2 separate regions of the Capra hircus genome follow, and region 1 is linked to region 2. The links are chromatin contacts, called in public Hi-C maps. All regions are on one chromosome and are shown on one strand. The core of a region is the stretch at or near the end of the contact, and the rest is flanking DNA. Distances in the headings are between cores, read along the strand shown.

Region 1 (2,700 bases), core at 85-2,584, 110 kb before region 2:
CTCCTTTCCAATGAGTCAGTTCTTCAAATCAAGTGGCCAAAGTATTGGAGCTTCAGCTTCAGCATCAGTCCTTCCAGTGAATATTCAGGGTTGATTTCCTTTAGGATTGACTGATTTGATCTCCTTGCTGCCCAAGGGACTCTCAAGAGTCTTCTCCAGCTCCACAGCTCAACAGCATCAGTTCTTTGGTGCTCAGCTTTCTTTATGGTCCAGCTCTCACATCTGTACATGACTACTAGAAAAACCACAACCATTGTTAACAGTGCAGGACACTAATTAAATGGTTTCTTGTAGCCTTGGGTCGGGAAGGTCCCCTAGAGAAGGAAATGGCAGCCCACTCCAATATTCTTGCCTGGGAAGATCCCATGGGTAGAGGAGCCTGGTGGGTTGTACAGTCCAGAGCATCGAAAAAGAGTTGGACATGACTTAGCGACTGAACAACAATTTGTAACCCTGGTCCTGTTGCTACATGAGGTCTGTTGCTGCCTTTTTCCGTCCACCAGAGGGCAGTGCTCTATCTTACCTAAAAGTTGGCCTCCCCTCTGAGGTCTTCACTTTCAACTCCTAGCATTTCGCCTTCTGAAGTGATTGATCCCCAGTGTTTCTTGAAATTTGATTTGATTCTAGAAGTACAACTTACATTGCAACACCACAGAGATATACATCCATATGCAAATCTATATATGCCTATATAACTAAAGTTTCATAAAATAACACTTATCTTTGTAGAGAAGAGACTTGTGGTTGCCAAGGAGAAGGGGGTTGGGGGAGGGACGGATGGATTGGGAGTTTGGGGTCAGCAGATACAAACTATCATAAAGAGAGTGCAGAGACAACAGGGTCCTGCTGTATACCACAGGGAACTATGCTCAATATCCTGTGATAAATCATAATGGAAAAGAATATGAAAAAAAGATGTATATATAGGTATATCTGAATCACTTTGCTCTACAGCAAAGATTAGTACAACATTGTAAATCAACTACTTCAATAAAATACAATTTTTTAAATAACGCTTGTCTTTACTATGTGTAACACTGAGGGTTTTTTTTCTTTCTTTTTCCTATTCTCTTTCATTTAAAAAAGTTCTGATCACCCAGATTGAGTTCACGATTCACAAACTGGGTCGCGGATATTGCCTTCGAGTTCATTTAGTCTGGCATCCTGCATTTTTATGGATGGAGAGACAGAGGGTTCGAGAAGGATGCTCAGTCACGGCGGGGCTCGGAGCAGCAGCTAGGAAGAGGTTTCAGGGCTTCGGACCTCTGGTCCGTTGCTCTGAGCACAGCGACGTTCCCGCGGAGGGAAACGCAGGGCTCCGGCCAGGCGCGGCCACAGGGGGCGGGGGGAGGCAGTGTGTGTGTGCGTGTGTGTGCATGTGTGTGCATGCTCGTGTGTGTTGCCGCCGCAGTACCCTGGGTATGAGAGGAGCCCCCTGTAGCAGGGGGACTCTTTGGTAACGTGACTTGGGCATCTCACCCGCTGATTGTCACGTTGGCGCCGGCCTCTGGAACTTGGCATGTAGGTCCCCTTCGCCCTATCTCAGCCGTGGTCTGTTTTATAGCCCAGAACCGGGCACATACACAAACTAGATGGGTAGGGGGTCCCCCATCACCGTAAACATCTGCTTTCTGAGGGTGGAAGTTCTCATGGGGTCCAATCCTTGCTCTGTAGAATGCCACCCAGAGAACATTCCAGATCGACTACCACCGTAACCGCTTCCTCAAGGATGGCCAGCCCTTCCGCTACATCTCGGGAAGCATTCACTATTTCCGCGTGCCCCGCTTCTACTGGAAGGACCGGCTGCTGAAGATGAAGATGGCTGGGCTGAACGCCATCCAGACGTAAGTAGGAGGGCACTGGGCTCCCCTCCAAGGCAGAGACACCTGCAGCTGAATCTCTCTGTGCAGAGGTTTCGTTGCTCAGAACGGGAATAATAGTCGTGTCCCACTCCAGTAGTCTTGCCTGGGAAATCCCATAGACAGAGGAGCCTGGCAGGCCACAGTCCATAGTATCGCAGAGAGTCGGACACAACTGAAATGACTTAGCATGCACAGTGTCCTGGGAGACGTTTGTCTTGGGCTTGGGTGTCGCTTCTTTAGACAGTTAACTACTTCTTCCAACCTTGACCTTTGTCAGCAGAAATCATAAAATGAATAGCAGCTTAAAAAGGGAAGTGACAATGACTGAGGATTTGCTGTGTGCAGGATAAGTGACATGGGCGATGCCATTTCTCCAAGTTCACCGTTACCGAATGCAGCTGATAAAACTGAAATTTGCCGAGGCATGTGCTTTTGGACAGAAATCCAGCTGAGGTTTAAAGAAGGGTGTTTGTAGGCGGCCGTAGCTCCTCTCAGCTCCTAGGGGAACACGCCTTGTTGGGTAGATCCCTGAAGCCTCGTTTGTCTTTGTGGTTCTGCTGGGGTGATTCTATGGCCCAGGGTTACAGAATCACCCCCAATAACTATCTCTCCTCATCTCTTCTGTTTGTTTCAAAATGACTAATTGAGAAGGAAGTTGGGGTGGCTGGCCACTCTGGTTTTTGCATTGCTGATGTGAATTGCTGATAACTCTTCAAAGATAAAGTATGAGAAAATCCAGCAGCAGATTCCTGGGACAGATGGTTAGGGAGAATCCCACTCCTTCTTCTGGTTGTCGGACCACTGGGGCCTGTCTGTAGTTTTAGCCCTAAAATTAAAG
Region 2 (2,700 bases), core at 57-2,556:
TGGCTGTATTCAGTTGGGTAAGTTGAGGGAAATTTTTGGTCTTTTCATCAGAACTGCCTATAAAGATCAGTTTTATGCACGAACCCTATCAGAGTGGCAACTAGCAGGATGGATCTAGAAAAAGCACATCATAGCCAGAAATAAAATCTCTGCCTTCCCAACCACCCTTATTTCTTATCTAAATTGGCAGATGAGGTTATAATCTTAACCTTACACACCTGCTCACAACCACCCTCATTTCCTTTCTAAATTGGCAGAGGAAGAGGTTAAAATCTTCTGAAAGTTACACACATGTCCACATGTGAATCAGAGCAAAGCAGGAGGCTTTCTGCCTCAAGGCCTCCTCTCCTTGCATCCTTGTTAGTGGCACCCTGATATTCTTGATCAAAACCCTATCACATTGTTCAATAATTCCACATACATTCCCCATCTCCCACTCTGACCACCACACACCCAAACACTCAAAGTATGTGTTTCTCAGAGAGGTTTTGATTTATTCCTCCAAAGAGATGCTGAAGACCTGGGGCATCGCAGTCTCTCAAAAAAAAAAAAAATTGTGTTAAATGATTATCAATTCCAATTAAACAAATAACAATTCTGGTCTATTGCCATCATTTTACCAGTGAAAATGAAAGGAATAAGAGAGGCTGAGGAGGTGTTAGGAAATTCTCAAGAGAAGAAACAAGTCAACACAGCTGGTAAATGTCTGGAATTATTCTGCAGCCCTTATTTGGCTGGTGCTTCTTGAGCCAGGAGTCTTGATAGAAGCCAGAAGGGGAAAAGTATATATGGTGAATGAAAACTAACTGTGTGTTCCAAGCACATAGTTTCAGCCAGATGTGTGCGGGAGGAAAGCGCTGTTAAGTATCTGAGAGCCAGTCAGACGAGGGCTGGGAGGGCTGTGTGTGAGCAATAAGGACAGGTGCCAACTGGGATGAACCAGCAGAATGACCGGGCTGCCCAAGTGATCGGCTGGCTGCCTAGCCGGGCAGCTTTCAGCGCTTCCAAAACCCACATGGCTGTGGGCCAAGCAGCATAGGGTCCGAGGACCTGAGCACCCCGCGCCGTCTGCCCCCTTACCTTGCTTTTCTGAACGTGGCTCCAAGGCAGGTCTGCGAGGCAGCGCCCGGCTTGCTCAAGAAGCAGTGCGCTAAGAAAGACAGGTGCCTCTGAAGGGCGCGCGGCTTCCTGTGAACACCAGCTCTCTTCCTCACCCATCTACACACGCTGAGTTCAAGCGGGGTTTTTTGATACAAGTAAGAAGCAGAAAATGAGTGACTCTCCGCTTGGGTTCAGGTTACTCACTCATTTCCCCAAACTGAAAGCTGGGAAGCTTTGCACTCTGCTAGATGAGGAAAGTCAGGTTTTCAAGAGAGAAACTTTTTGATGTTTTAAAATTTGTTGGATTTTTAATTTACCCTTTTTTCCAGGTTAGCTGGCTATGTGCAGTAGAGATGACCTTTGTATTCTGGATCAACGAGCTGTTTGTTATTTCCCCGTCCTGGATGTGGCATGACCAGCAATCAAGATAAGCCACGATACGTTCTCTAAACAGTGGGCTCTGAGGAGGGCAGAGTGAGAGCCAGATTTATTTAAGAATAATAGATAGGGGCAGGGAAGTGTGTTCAGATGTGTGTGTCTGGCAGTGACATGGAAGCTCTGGGCAACCACAGTCAATAAATGTCCTGTCTGGTGTAAGTGACCCGACAACACAGCTCCAAGCCCCCCGCACCACAGGAAGACCCTTCCCCAAGCCTCTTCTACTTGGAAATGGCAGCGCTTCCCCTGGACAGTGATCCCGGCTGAGAATTTCTTTGGGTTCACCTACCAGTCATAGCCAAGGGGCTGACACCAGTCCTAAGCTTTTTCTATATGGTATCCTTGGCCCCTGCCAGCTCTGTTATTTCCTTCTGTGTATCTACAGTTGCTTGGCTCTTTGGTTCAGCTTTTTTTAAAAAGAGCCACAAATGTCATTTTTCCTGAGGAAGTTGCATGAATAAGAACCGAAAAATTGAACTAGAGTGGTGTTTATCAACATTTTTTTAATCACTCCATCCCAAAGAGTCTTTTCAGACATTTTTTTCATCATCACCTCCCCATGATATATTTGGGTTTTTTTTTTTTTTTTGGTCACGTCATGTGGCATGTGGACTCTCAGTTCCCCAATGCAGTCTTAACCACTGGACCACCACGGAAATCCTCCACAAAATATTTTAATACCACGTATAAATAGGGGAGTTCCCTGGTGGTCTAGTGGTTAGTGCTTTCTATTGCTTTCACTGCTGTGGCCCAGGTTCAATCCCTGGTTGGGGAACTGATATCCACCAAGATGCATGGCATGGCCAAAATAAATAATAATACCACAAATAAATAGTAAATCTGCTTGTTACTTGTTATATATATATGCTTTATGTATAAAAGAGGAAGATTTATTTAGGGTGGGGGAGTTGCTTCTGGCTTCTAATAGGAAGAGACTGGAAACGCTGCTTAAAATCCTACCACACACAGGGCAGCCCTCCACAATGGAGTCACCCAGCCAGGAAGACTGGCAGTCCTGAGGCTGAGGACTCCTAAGCTAGAGCAATGTTCCCACAGGTAAACCGCGGAGCCAGGTGCACAGAGATTCTGTAAAGGGAAATGGACAAAGAAGCTTGGGGGAATGTTTGGCTTGGGCTGAGGTTAAATGCTGAGCATGGTACA

Evidence for each region. Hi-C and Micro-C count contacts between places; a contact is called where the count stands out from the background.
Region 1: a contact with region 2 is called in a Hi-C map of blood, with 4 times the contacts expected there. The contact joins the enhancer-like site here to the promoter of CCR4 in region 2. A contact is called at or near these places in 3 of 5 Hi-C or Micro-C datasets (blood and liver).

Annotation. Positions count from the first base shown.
Region 1 is chr22:7,307,420-7,310,119 of ARS1.2, reverse strand. GLB1 (beta-galactosidase) reads left to right here. Exons shown (of 16, transcript XM_018067164.1): 2 at 1,675-1,844. Among named protein-coding and RNA genes, the nearest start is that of GLB1, 25 kb to the left of the region's middle. Within about 2 kb of position 1,334, at least 1 of the 5 cell types and tissues checked has an H3K27ac peak or open chromatin away from gene starts, as enhancers often do.
Region 2 is chr22:7,201,751-7,204,450 of ARS1.2, reverse strand. CCR4 (C-C chemokine receptor type 4) reads right to left here and starts at 1,306. Exons shown (of 2, transcript XM_005695522.3): 1 at 1,081-1,306.